2 separate regions of the Zea mays genome follow, and region 2 is linked to region 1. The links are chromatin contacts, called in public Hi-C maps. All regions are on one chromosome and are shown on one strand. Each heading gives the region's core, a stretch centred on a gene start, on an enhancer-like site or on the middle of the called end of the contact. The rest is flanking DNA. Distances are from core to core; before and after follow the strand shown. Region 1 holds the start of LOC100280727 (ubiquitin-protein ligase/ zinc ion binding protein). Region 2 holds the start of LOC103632764 (probable GMP synthase [glutamine-hydrolyzing]).

Region 1 (7,354 bases), core at 2,622-5,121:
AAATGCATCACACACATAATTCATCTCAAGGATATATTTTAAATGTGCGGCAAGTTTAGAGATTTATTCAAAATAACTTATTTACTTTAGGAGAAAGTAAAGTATAATCTTTATTAAGGATTACTTTAATTCAAATATTTTATAAAAATATATAGTTTCGTGTAGGAGATAATCTTCTCTGTTATTTATTCTTCTGAGTTTCAAACTATCATCTAGTTTGAAAATTTAGATATAATTTTGAACTACATGTAGGACCGGTAAGGCAACCAGAGGGGGTGAATGAGAGCCAATCAGATTTTGTTTCCAAACATTGAAAATGAACACTTCACTTCAATTTAGATGAAGCAAGTGCTCAAACCATGAACACATTAGCGAACGAGTGATCTCATGATTACAAAATGTTTTTAATACTCGCATGAGACCAGCAAAACAAACGGATCATAAATCGAACACCGAAAAGCCCGAAACGGTCCAAAACAGTGTCGTCAACTAATGATGTTTTCAGCAATACGAAATTTCGTTCTTGAATCTAAAACTGAATCAAACGAATTCCGATTGAGATGAAATTTTACACACCTTTGAGCAAATATGTTTCCAAGATCTTCCTAAATTTTGAGCTCAATCGAACTCGTAAATCAACCGCGGATTTAAAAATACAGCCAGAAATTGGGGTTTTGTTGGGATTTTCTAGAACGAGTTCAAACTGAGTTTTTCTCAAATCGTGACCGAAATCTACAACAAACAGGTGTATGCAGTGGTCCGAGAAGTGCAACACCACCAATCAATCCCCAAATCAAATCCTCTCAAAAGAATCAAATATTTTCCACCAAAAACAAAAGATCACGGAAAGGGAGAAACCAAGACTATAAAACTTCATAAATTTCAGCAAGGGTACAAACTGAGATTTGAAGCCAAAGAGCCCTGTTGGCCGAACCGGCGACCCTACTCTGATTAAACTTGAAGATCAAGAACACAATCGAAGTACAAAATTGTTGTGGATCCCTCAACTCAACTGGTGTCTATTTAGAGAGAAAACTAGGAGCTCTATAATGAGTGCTCTAAACAAATGCCAGCAAAGAAATGGTTATTCTCACTTCTAAACTACCCGTATTTACATAGAGCCTATCCACTCCACCGAAGCCGAAATGGACCAATTCCTTGGTTTTTTATCCGACGACCACTAGCCAAAAACCAAAATCTCATCGGAACACAAAACTTTATTAAAACATAAAAAACCAATTCAGAGCATAAGATCAGCACAAAAGCTAAAATCAAAAGTAGTTCCTTCAGAAAGAGTCAAACGGCTCAACACAACTAGCAAAAGCTCCAAAAAGCTCAATTCTCCTCCCCCTATCATAATACTCCCAAAAATCTCTCCCAGAGACCAGCTCCAAACAACATATCTCGTCCTCTTGAATAAGAGGAAACCCGAAAGACCAAATTCTCCCCCTAGATAGAGGAACCGTGAAATCTCAAAATCTCTCCCTTTCTAGACCAAACTCATTTGGTACAATTGCACAAACAAAATAGTGAGTTACAAAAGCTAGAACAGGCTAACATCAACGTGGACCAGTTAGACATGGCGATGAGAGAGATCACGAGAACAAGAAGTAGAACATCAACGTGGAATACCAATTTGCTACTAGTGCAACAAGCCAGTGCCAACTGAAACAGTCATAACAGCAACTTATCATCTAAACACATACTACTAGTTAAGGATTTCTTTTCTACGGGTAGAACTTAGCAGTTCACACATAAATACATAAATACTAGTTATTGAGAGTTTCTTTCCTTCAGGTAGAGCTTGGCGGTTTCAAGTCATTCACCAGGTTCGGTTGCAGGTTTTGCAACAATGGTTGTCCCTAGACATTGGGGATGCACAAAGGTAGCAGAAGCAGTGCCCGCACCTGTAAATAAAGAAGAAGATGATCATCATTTTGTACTCAGCGATCAGTGTAATGAATGTTTTATTTGTGAGGAGTACCTGCAGATGATGAATACACAGCCCTCGATCCTCTCCACATATATCTTGCACTTGGGGCACCTCTGCCACTTGCTCTCTTGCGCGACCTTCCTCAGCAGTAGGTCCTCCCTGCCCCGCTCATCCTTCCCCAGTCGTTGGAACTCCGCGCAAGTGACACCGGCGTGCCATGGAACCTTGCACTGGGCACAGAACATCCGGCAGCAGTGTGGGCACTCCACGTTTGTTATCACCTCCTCACCGTGCCCAGGATCATCAACCAACAGAGCAGAGCATTCCTTGAAGGGGCAGTAGAATTTGAGTGACCCCAATGACGAGTCACAGAGCGCAGCACCCCATCTCTGGAACAGCTGCGCCGGGATCACGTCGCGGCATGCATCTGGGTGCAACACACCATCCTTGCACCCCGGGGCAGGGCAGCCGATAGACAGCACATTCTCCTCAACCTTCGCAGCAATGCACTGGCTCACACAACTGATGCAGAATGTGTGCGTACATCCATCCACGGGAAAGGACTCTCCGATGTGCACTGTCTCCATGCAGATGGCACAGTATAACTCACTGCTGATATTTGTGCTCGCACCTCGAGAGCATTGACCAAGCTCTTGAATTGTACTACTACCTAGTGGTTTCTTCCCTTTCCGGTCCATGTCTTCAATCGAGATCGAAGTGCACCGAGGCACATTGGTGCCCTGATGTGTCTCTGTATTGCACAAAGAATCACAAGATGCCACCGCGCACCTGGGCAGTCCAGTGGCCTCAGTCTCAGGTGCATACTGGCAGAAGCAGGCAATGCAGATGACATGGTCACAATTTTCAGGTTTCCACGAGGCATCCAATGATCGGATGCCTTCTTTGCAAACTGCACAGGCCTTCCCCGACTGAATTGAGAACCGGAGAACCTCTTCAACCTGCAAATCTTCAGCCAGGGCAGAATCCTCAGCTGACATGGCAACCCGATCCAGCATTGTTGTTATAGCAATGCACAGGTGCTCCCTCGGTTGAACCAAATCGACACCTGGCCGAGACCTCTATTCCAAGGAAATGCAAGAGTAAGGAAGGTTATATTCATAAAATCAAATGAGTGAGAAAATACCAGAGCCGACTAACACTGAACAAAAAAGAAAGGATGGCCACCAGCATGAAAGACGAAAGTAAAGATTCAGTAAGAAGCAACTCTAATATGACGCCCTTCTATCGGCACAACTAGTGAACAGAACGGCCAAAGAGCAGAATGCAGATGGGACGAAGTCCTCGCACGAACATCATCAAACTCGTGCTCTCCGCAAGCTGCATGCAGGCATTGACTAAGACGAAGAATGCCTCATACATTCTGCACGCATCCGAAGCCCAGCGCACTGACCCACCACAACTATTTTGTTACACACAGATTTCCATCAAAATCATGGCTTCAGCCGCTAGAGGGAGGTAGACACAACGGAAAAGAGAGCGGGCATGCTCCTTCCGGGCATATAATCGAACGCTTAACGAGCGCGCACCAACTCGTGACCAGCACACACCCTACGCAAAGCAACCACCAGTGCTTGCCACAGTAACTCCCTGAAACAAACTCGCTTGAACCACGAATTACCCTCCAAATCGCGGCTTCATAGATAAACTTGGGCCGGAACGATCCGGCCGAGGGTTAAGCGTGCGTACCAGTACTTGTGCGATCCCGTCTTCTCGCTAACGTCGGGCTACGAGAGCTTCATCGCATCAGCGGCGCCGAACCGTCAGCATGCAGGCGCGTAGCAGCGATCGATCTACGGACGAGGGGTTGGATGGCACAAGAAGATGGACTCGAACACGCGGGGAGAAGAACGGGCGTGGCGGTAGAAATAGGGCCATAGCCCGTAGGGGATCGTAGAGCAGTAAAAAGATGATCGCCTGTTCCCGAGGTTTTCGGGATATACAAGGAGTCACAGCTCACTTTAATGCAATTTGAAACGTCCTATTTTAATTCTGTACTCTCGAAAAAAAATTTTTAACATCTGTTTAATCCTGAAACTCTTTCTAGTTTCAACAGTAAAAACAGTCCAAATTATAAAACTATTTCCAGTTATCCGGGCATGTACAGTTTTCTGTATGGATTTTTAATGTACAAGAGCATCTACAAGTTACTTAAATCAGCTCCAGTATTTATTTTGCAATCTTTTATTAAAAATATAGTGCACACCATGAAATGACCTAAATATACTACACCACAATCTAGTGCTCTATCTTTGTTTTCTACACCATTCATTTTCTTTTCTAATAATGTATTTTACTTCTAATTTAGGGCTTAACTGTTGGAGCGCAATTTGTTTTTAGTACACTAGATATTTTAAATGATGTAGTATTTTAATTTTTTGAGTACTATTTTGAGTCATCTTGTTGCACATGCTCTAAGAGACCGCTAGAGACTATATGGTACAATTCTAAGCCCCTATATCATACTTCATAAATTTAGTTAAGAGACAAAATGCATAGAGTCAAGTAGATGTGTGCTCTTCGTAAAAAGACGGTCTCTTATACTTTTTTTATTTAGCCCATAAATATTCCTCAAGAGATCCTATATTAAATGAGTTGTACATGCCCTCATAATTACAATAAATCTCTGTAGAAACTAAAATGCATGGCACAAAAATAACATGCGAGACATCTCTTAGTTTGGGATGAATGGATGCGAAGCGCAACAAGATTCCAATGGAAACAAATGGACACTTGATCTCAACACGTGAGGTAAGTCCGTAGATCAAAATATATACCTTGCTTTATTTATGTGCAAGTAGATCAGAGATTATGCTTTCCGTTTGCATATATATGTGCTAGATTTCAATTCGGCCCTAAGAATTGTCATTTTGTGGCCGTGAAGCGAATTCTTCGATATTTAGTCCATACGTCTCACTTCGGGCTCTGGTATCCTAAAGAGTCTACCTTTGACTTGATTTGATACTCAGACCCCAATTATGACGGGGGCAAAGTTGATAGGAAGAGCACATCGGGGACTTGTCAGTTTCTGGGAAAGTCCCTGCTATCTTGGAGCTCAAAGAAACAAAATTATGTTGCCCTATCCATCGTCGAGCCTGAGTATGTTGTTGCAGGCTAGTGTTGCACGTAACTACTTTGGATGAGGCAAACCCTCTTAGACTTTGGCTACAATCTAAGTAAAGTCCCACTCCTATGTGATAATGAGAGTGCAATCCGCTTGGCAGATAATCCCATTGAATACAGCCGCACTAAGCACATAGACATCCGACATCAATTTTTGAGAGACCACTAGCAAAGAGGAGATATCGATATTTGTCATATTAGCACCGATCACCAACTAGTTGATATCTTCACCAAGCCTTTACATGAAATAAGGTTTTGTGAGCTGCATAGTGAGATTAATGTCTTAGATTCGCGGAACGTGGATTGGTCTATATCATACATGTGTCTTTATGCCTTTGATCATGTTCTCTTAAGCTTAATTGTGCTTAATTGCTTATTTTGGTGCTCAAGTTGTAGAATGTCATCCTCGGACCTCACAAGTCCTTATGCATTGATGCATATCTTTAGGGGGAGGATATGCTACAACTTAACCCTTTGAGACTAATATGTTTTCTTGAGTTGTGTTGATGTAGTCTCAAAGGTGGATTGAAAGGGAAATGGTGGACCTGGACAAAGAAAAAGTCTTCCACTGCATAATTATATCATTGTACTTTGTTCAAAGTTTCCCTTAGTGTTTCATTGTCTTTTGCTCTTAATTCACAATTTTGGTGAGGAAATGAGGTTAAAGGGCACTAGTTTCTCCGTGTTGGTGCTTAATGCCAAAGGGGGACAAATTAAGGCCAAAGAAAATGGATCGACTACCACTTAGAGTTTAAAAGTTTTTGTGTTCTAAACTTGTATTTTTGATCAAACCCCTTGATTGCAAAGAAGAGTTCTATGGCAAAATTGTTCTTTTATGGGGAGAAATATTTTTTATGAAAAAGGTGGAGTTATTGGTATTTGATTAAAACCAGTCTCTAAAAATGGTTTAAGTTAAAAAATATAAGAATTTTGTCTTAGAAATGAGAAAAATGAATTTGGTTGCAAAATTCAAAACAAGTGGTGGCAAAATGATCTAAATATGCCAAATCCTATTCTTATTCAATTGGTTTTTGGATTGACTTCAATTTGCAAAAGTTGGCTTGTATTTGGTTAAGTTAGAAATTTTGAGTTGCTTTAGGTGTGTTGGCATAAATCACCAAAAAGGGGGAGATTGAAAGGGAAATGTGCCCTTGGGCCATTTCTAAGTGTTTTAGTGATTAACTGCCCAACACACGACATTGAACTAACCATCTTTGTATGAGCATAAGCACAGATGTAGAATAAAGCAAATTGAAGGCATCAAGTTCAAAAGTGCTCAAATCTGGACCCAACTGTGCAACTCTGTGTAAAATGGTATAAGTGTGAGGTTTGCACTTTTAAATATGTTGCATAGGTCCTTTACAAGATTTTCTAGTATTGTGTTTGGGCTCTAACTCTTTCTATAGAGAAAATCACTTTTGAGACTTGAGTTTGCACATATTGCAAATCCTATTGAAATGGAGGAACAAAGGTACGAATCTAGCACTTAGTCATTTGTTTTAGTTGCTAACTATGTTCATTTAAGTGCTACGAAACTTCTCAAGTTGAGCCAAAAGGAAGTGAAGCAGTTTGGCTAAAATGGCCAAACTTGGTCCAGACTGGGCCTCATTGTACAATCGGTGTGTACCAGATATGTCCAGTGACCGGCCTGGTCAGCTAGCAAACTGGTTGTTCTCGAGAAAACATCGAGGCTCGTTAGCTAAATATCATTGGACAGTCCTCGCCATTGGCTCTGCCCCGCGCCAATGGTCGGCGCCGCGATCACCGCCAGCCACGTCAACAAGCAACGGGCGGGAAGGGGCACCATACATGTCCGGTGCACCACCAGACAGTCCTATGCACCCGCGAAAGGCAATCTGCGCCTTCCAAGTGAAGGAGCAACTACTCCTGTGACCCTTAGGGCTATAAAAGAAGTATCTAGGCGCCTCAACCAGTACACCAAGCATTCCTAGAGTACACTACAACTCTAAGACTTTGCGACCACGCTGTTTGAAATGTCTCAGAGATTTGAGCGCATTTCTAAGTTGTAACTCTATCATTCTTGTTCTTGTGCTCTCTCTTTGGCTTGTGTGCGTGTTGTTGCTGCGATTGTGCTCTTGCGTGTCTACTCTACTCTCTCCCTTACTCCGCTTTTTATTGAGATCACTTGTGTAAGGTGTGAGAGACTCCAACATGTGGAGATTCCTCACAAACGGGATTGAGTCATAAGGAAGACATATGTGCACTCAGGTTTGATCTTTGGATCACTTGAGAGGGGTTGAGTGCAACCCTTGGTCGAAG
Region 2 (7,354 bases), core at 3,319-5,818, 260 kb before region 1:
AATGATGAAGTTATGACAATATTTATAAAAAAACAAGTGTTAACAATGATCTTAAATATTAGTATTTGCAATAGCCATGTTCTTATCATGGTAAAGCTCTGTTCATGCGAAAATATATGTTATACTCGATGCATTTAGTTAACCTAAGAAGGCCCAGATATGTGTTGAACTAAATGTGGTTAAGTCGCTGATCTTTATGATATTTGATTGCATGCAGATACAACAGATCCTTCACACTTTGGATCATCTCAAAGTGAACCTATGGAAGAGGACCATGTGACTGGACTTCCTTTTGCCATGATTGATGAAATCGCTGATGGTTCTCCTGCTTCTGTGGATGGTTTGCAACTTGGAGATGAGATTGTAAAGTTTGGGAATGTGGAAGCTGGTGATCAGTTGCAGGAAAGGCTCATGTCTGAAGCTCTTTCCAATGAGGACAGTCAAGTATCTTTAGTCATCATTCGCCAGGGATCAGCGGTGAATTTAACAATTACACCAAGGAAGTGGCATGGAAGAGGACTTCTGGGGTAAGCTCTACTATACTGGGTAGTGAGCGTCAATCCTTTTATTACCTTTCTAGTCAATACAAAATTTCATAGCTGAACAACCCTTTTTAAGAACTTTTATGGATGTGTGTCATCTAGCTGTGGCTGTGTTTATTTTATTGCCATGGTAGGTCTTCCAGTTAGTCATTTCACCATTTGATGCTAATGTCTCAGCACCTGGAATTAAAGCAATAATCGGGGGCTGGCAAGTTCTTTTGTTTACTCCTGAACAAGCTACATGATCATTGTTCCCTGGCTGATGGCTTTGTTAACTCCAAGTTGGTTTCTGGTCCTTGCAGGTGCCATTTCAGAATGCTATGAAGAGTCCGTCGTTCTTCAGCAGGATGCGTTGGTCTATCATGCTTGCACTCGTGGAGAGTGGAGACGGCTCTAGCGATGCCATTTCAGCCGCAAAGTGAACTGATTTAACCGAATGTGTGACATCTTCCAAAATACTGGTTGCGTGTACTTAACTTGTGGAGCGCTTGAAACATACTAGTGTACCAGGCTGCCTGTGTTGAGACATTTTACTTGTACACATGGTCGGTTTTCGTTCTTCCTCGCTTGCGTATCGGTATCGCACACCAACTTGAAATTGAAAGTCGTCAACGTTCTTCTAGTTCATACGGTCAGGACCCTGAGTTTGCATCAATCAACAGCTAAAAAAGGGCCATATGCTAGCGATGCAAGTTTGAATCCATGAGCAGATTAGGGAACCTTTGGTATCAGCTCTACACCTTCTGTAGGGATGTTTCTGTCACGCTTGAGAATAATATATGAGGCTAACAAAAGTACTAGGCTATGCTATTGTGCGGAGTATGGACAGAAGAAAAACGCCCGACGTTTGGTGCGGCCAAATGAATTGAGAATAATGAAGACGTCACTTTGGCCTCCAGTGCGACCACCAACCGTTCGCCTGGAAATTTCATACAAAATCCATGGCATCTGTACGGCTACTAGGGTATGACATGATAGTGTGTAGATTCCCCATTATTAAACTCACACGCACAGGGTTAAACTAATTGATTCTGCTGATGGGAAAAGTTAGCCTAATTGATTCTGCTCATACAAGACGAGCAGTAGTTGCTTTGACCTGTACTGTTCCAAGCTTGAAGCAACGTTTGCCGCGTGCAATTTTGTCAAACCATATCAGTCACACTCGCGCCCTCTGGTTTGGACTGCAGAAATTGCACGGAAATTAGTGTACTGGAACCCGGATGGTTCTGCTCCATCCGTTCCAAATTATACTGCGCTAGTATATTTTTTCAGGTATAAATAACTTTTACTATATACTCCCTCCGTTTCTTTTTAGTTGTCGCTGAATAGTTTAATTTTGTACTATCCAGCGACAACTAAAACGAAACGGAGGGAGTATCTAGACAAGACAAAACGTCCTATAATTTAGAACAGAGGAAGTGTATTCTAGATCTCGTATACAATTTAAGGACGATGGAAGTGCGAATATTGGGTATATACCGTGGTCTGGTGGTCTTTCTTTGTCAGGTGTGTCCCCCACACTGCCACACATTTTGACTCAAGGTAGGCTTCAATAAATCGATGGTTTCCTGATGCAGAAGAGCAAGCTGCAGAGGTCGCGAAGATGCATTTTGGAAAGTCCTTTGATCGTCTTCCTTTCGAATGTTCCATCAAAATAAAACCACGATGCTATCAAATCACCCCCCGCTCCTAGATTGATCACACCAGGGCAGGACAGGGCGAGTTTCGAGTTTTGTAATAAATACATCGACTTAAATAGAATAAACTGATGTCGAACAAATATTAAAATATTATACAAATTTAATATTTTCTATAGCTGTGATCAACAGAGAGTTCGATTAACTTGGCGCTTTTGTAAACTTGTTTGAAATTTCAGAAGCAAGATACAAAAATTCCCAAACTATACTACATAGATCCGTACCACGCTCAACGGCTGGCTCGTCGCGACACCTTGCTGGTTTAAATAAATGAACAACACAAACAAGCGACACGAATAGATTATCTCGACAAAACCATGAACATGGACAAGACGAGAAGACATGAGCACTTCTGCTTTTATCTCTTACCTTCTTGGCAGCAGCAGCAGGCTGTGTTGCGTCCCCCGCCTTGGGCTGCGAGTCCAGCGATGGCGTCTGCAGCAGATCCGTGGTTTCTTCGTGCAACAGCAAATGAAGGGTCTGTTTGGAAATACACTCTTGAAATACTGTTGTTTTAAGATACCATAGTTTATAACTATAAGAGCTAGTTTGGGAGCTCAATTTTCCTAAGGGATTCTTATTTTCCCAAGGGAAAATGAACTAATTTCCCTTAGAAAAATGAAAATCACTTGGGATAATGTGGTTACCAAACTAGCCCTAAATGACATAAATACCACGGTATTATTTTACCACAGTAAAATCATAGTATTGTTTAAAATCGAGATCTGTTTAGTTACATTAAAAAAACAAAGTACATGTAGAGATAAGAGAATAAAACTGAGGTTTTGAGAACTCAAAAAATATCACGGTTTTAAGTAAATCATTATATTTAAAACTGTGTTTTCCTGTACAAACAAAACACCTCAGTCCTTTTAATTAGTGGATTATTGAATTTAGACGCACAAAGTATCATTTGATTCAATGAGGGCAATCTCAGTTTACCTCCCTCAGCCCTACTGATGCTACTAACTAAAATTGAGATTGATGCGCCACCCTACCTTGAGGCAGGAGATGTCGAGGCTACGCAGTTGGGGGCACTTCTTGGCGAGCATGTCGACGCCGATGTCGAAGATCTCGTGCCGCCACTTGAGGTTGAGCCTCTGGAGCCCAGGGCATCCGACGAAGACCTTGGTGAGCCTGACATAGGTGATGCCGAGGCACTTGTCCATGACGATCTCCCTGAGCTTGGTGGCCGCGATGAGGGTGGTCATCTCCCTGTCGCCGACTGTGACGCAGTGCGAGAGGTCGACGGAGCCTCGGCATGCGCGCTACGAGTGCCTCTAGGCCGCACCAGCTGACGCCGCTGACCCACGCGAGGCACACCTGGCGGACGAGCAGCGACGACTCCTCAGGCAGCGCTGCAGCGAGGGAGGTGTCGTCGAGGCCCGCACACGCGGAGAGGTCGAGCGTGGACAACGCGGGGAAGGCGAGCAGCGCCCGCGGGAGCGCCTCTCGGCGGAGTTCCCACTTCCCACGCGGCGCGCGACGGGACACGGATGTCGATTAAATTTAATATGTTATTTGCATTCCATTGTACAATCTATTCAATATTTTGATTAATTATTTAATTAAGATTGTATATACTTATACTTAATAATTGCTAATAAAATTTTGATCAATTATTTAAAAGCAATAAACCTTACATTATTCACTACACTTGCTGAGCGCTGAACGTATGTGAGCTTACTATTGCTATAATCATAGCAGGACAAGAACATGTACCGCTAAGACTGTCGTCTACTAGTCAACTACATACGATCATTGTCGTCATATGATATATTTACTTAGCTATTTTTGCACGGAATTTTATTATATAATAAAGTTGTTGCATTGATTTCTGTACTATGAATTATTATATGTGTGAGATTTAATCATAACACATATTTAAGACGTGTCTGAATTTGATCTTAAATCCCATGTGACAGATATATATAGTCCGGCCGGCCGACCGGGTCAGGAAACAACAACATATGCATATGCACGGGGCACCATGCATCTCATCGATCAGGGATCCATGCTTGCAGCGTTTGCTGATGACCTGACGAGCTAATCGCGCGCGGTCCGGCGCTCCGCATGATTAGCTGCACCAGAGGTTTGTATAGCACTATAGACGTGGCACCTACCGCGCGCGTCCGCATCACCTCTCCTTTCCCGCCCACCGCGGCGCGCGTACGCACGGCACGTATACCAATACAAAAGACAGGCAGCCGCGGGCGCCACCTGCTAGCTAGCTGCTAGCCTCCTAGTACAACACGCTGCATGCGGCCGCTACCGCGCGCTACTTAACCGGCAGGCTCATCACCTGCTCCCGCCCATCCGAATCCGATCGCCTATCGCTTTCGCTCACGACATCGTCACAAGCTCACTTTAGGCCGGACGCCTCGCCTCGCTAGCGCGGCTAGGTGTAGGCTACCTCGCTCGCTCCATGCCGGCGGCGGCGGCTCCCCGCGTGCCCGGCGCCGCCCGGAGGCTGGGCAGGGACAAGCTGGAGCCTCCTACCCCAGCGCGAGGACAACGCCCCCGCGGCGGCGGCCGACAAGGCCAGGAGGAGGCTGCTACCGACGTTGTCGTTGGCCCCGTCCCCGACAAGGGGCGCCGCGGCGGCGTCCACGCTGCTGCGCCATGGCGCAGCAGCAGTGTCGTCTTCGCTCAGCGTCTCGTGCGCGTCGGAGGCGTCCACCGAGTCGTTCTGCAGCCGGGCGTCCACGGGCAGGATCGGTCGCCGCCCCGCGGGGCCTCCACGGCGGAGGGCGGCTGCCTCTGCCGGTCCTCCCTCCGCGCGGCCGGCGGCGTCCAGGAAGCCTGCTGGCAGCGTCATCGTGCCAGGCGGTGGTGCAGCCACTGCTCAGGTGGTGGTGGTGCCGCCGGTGGTGGGCATGTGGAACGGAGAATCCATCGCGACGTCGGCGAGGCCGGTGAAGTGCCCATGGGTTACCCCTAACACTGGTACGTAGGTGGTCAAAACAAATCATGCGTTTTATGGCATTTCCGGTAAGCACTACCGGAATCAATAGCTTCGCCGAGTGCCTGAAGCACTCGGCGAAGCCTGAAAAACACTCGGCAAAGGTTTTCCCGAGTGTAACGCTCGACAAAGAAGGCTCGGCAAACAGTGCATCGGCAAAGACTTCTTTGCCGAGTACTTTTTCTCGGACACTCGGCAAATATCTTTGCCGAATGTCAGGGAGCACTCGGCAAAGAAAAGCGACCGTTACGGCGTCGGTTGACGGAGACAGCGGCTTTACCGAGTGTCAACGATGACACTCGGCAACGAAGATATCTTTGCCGAGTGTCTTCCTGGCAGCACTCGGCAAAGCCGCCTTCTTTGCCGAGTGCCAGTTTGGACACTCGGCAAAGAGCCCGCCAGGGAGGGTCCCCATGTCAGGCTCTTTGCCAAGTGTCCCAATTGGCACTATGTGTAGACACTATGTGGAATCAAAGAGTTTCAATGTGGATCTCTTAGATTTCTACACATAGTGTCTCACAACTTTCTCCAAACATTATAAAATTTTTATCACAGCATGTACATATGATATCATGACACGTGGACAAGTTTCATGATTTTCTGACTTTGTTTGTGTTTTATATAATTTTTAAACATGTGGATGCCAAGTTCACGGCCATGTTTAGTGAGCATGTTGCTCGAAGTGTCCGGTAAGCTTCTGCAATCGGTCGTAACTTATGCTAAGTAACATGAATATCATTTTTTCATGCACGGTTTTCCAAGTTTCGAGTGACCTGCAGTTCAAATTTGAATTTTCCGAATAAATTCAAATAAATGAACTAAATCTACTAACTATGGAAACTATGTTATAATTGTCTACAAATGATACATGTAGGTCTACATAGTGTAGTAACATACCACAAAAAGTTTGGAAGACAAAATTTAAAAAATGAAAATACACTTTGCCGAGTGTCAACAGATGACACTCGGCAAAGAGGGCTTTGCCGAGTGTCTACTATGTGGCACTCGGCAAAGAAGCCTCTTTGCCGAGTGCCAGCCGTTGGCTCTCGGCAAAGACTGACGGCCGTCAGCTCTGGGACGGCCGCTGACGGCCCTTTGCCGAGAGCCCCCTTTGCCGAGTGTTTGACACTCGGCAAACCATTCTTTGCCGAGTGCCGCCCTGTGCCGAGTGTTCAGCACTCGGTAAAGAGACTCTTTGCCGAGGGCCTAACTTTACCGAGTGCGGCACTCGGCAAAGCCTTCTTTGCCGAGTGCCCGACAAAAGACACTCGGCAAAGAAGACAACACTCGGCAAAGCCTCAGATTCCGGTAGTGAAGGGTCAACACCACCAAATAAGCACATATACATTTACTAGCTTATCGTACTATGTACAGGACGCTTTTCACCTTTCTAATGATACACATCATATTCGTAGGTTATTCCTATAATCCTATGTCCAAACCGACAGCACCTTGCGCAAGAACACGTAGCTGCGTCGACAGACACTCGCATTTTATGTTACTTCTATATATACATCATGAAGATAAATCATACTCACTCCATTCCAAATTAGTATTCTTTTTAGCCTTTGAATATTATATCTATGTTTAAATGTAAGATAATAAACTATATATATAACACATTCATCAAGTATTATATGAATCCATTAAAACTCTAAAACAAATTTTAGGATAGAGGGAGTATATATGTTAATTTTACGACCTTGAATGATAAGACTCCTCGGCCATCTCGGACTATGACGGTTAGATCATGCTTGACATCACACAGACGTTTGGTGGCATAAAGAATACAAATGTTTGGTGGGCTGTCGGTTATTATCGAGCAACTTGCCATTTGTTTTTACTTTGCGTCTTTTGTTCAGTACGGTTTTAGCAGCTGGAAGCCATGATCACTATAGATAATTTATGTAGTGCTATGCTTGGATGCAATCTGTTGAATGCTACTGGTTCTTTGGAGCTTTTGCTTCTTTGTTCCTACTCATCAGCCAGCCCTACCTGCTAGCCAGCGCTACCTTTGTTCACACACCTGATAGCCTGTTAGGCTGGGTCCATGCATGAACAAAAACTGATAAACTTTGCTCCTAGCCTCAGCTTTCAGCACTGTGGACAATAAGTTCAAATGTTGTATATTATTCATTTAGGTTTAGTTTGGA

The links. A called contact is a pair of places that touch in the nucleus more often than the background predicts.
Region 2: a contact with region 1 is called in a Hi-C map of tassel, with 2.8 times the contacts expected there. The contact joins the promoter of LOC103632764 here to the promoter of LOC100280727 in region 1. A contact is called at or near these places in 2 of 25 Hi-C or Micro-C datasets (ear and tassel).

The regions. Positions count from the first base shown.
Region 1 is chr7:120,762,928-120,770,281 of Zm-B73-REFERENCE-NAM-5.0, reverse strand. It overlaps LOC100280727 (ubiquitin-protein ligase/ zinc ion binding protein), which reads right to left and starts at 3,871. Exons shown (of 2, transcript NM_001411294.1): 1 at 3,641-3,871; 2 at 1,487-3,012. The coding sequence starts at 2,949. The coding sequence ends at 1,951.
Region 2 is chr7:121,021,515-121,028,868 of Zm-B73-REFERENCE-NAM-5.0, reverse strand. It overlaps LOC103632764 (probable GMP synthase [glutamine-hydrolyzing]), which reads left to right and starts at 4,568. Exons shown (of 5, transcript XM_008654495.3): 1 at 4,568-7,354. LOC103632765 (F-box/LRR-repeat protein 3-like) reads right to left here and starts at 3,719. Exons shown (of 3, transcript XM_008654497.3): 1 at 3,238-3,719; 2 at 2,609-2,719; 3 at 2,376-2,496. The coding sequence starts at 3,450. The coding sequence ends at 2,443. LOC100272678 reads left to right here. Exons shown (of 5, transcript NM_001147135.2): 4 at 218-527; 5 at 845-1,083. The coding sequence ends at 866.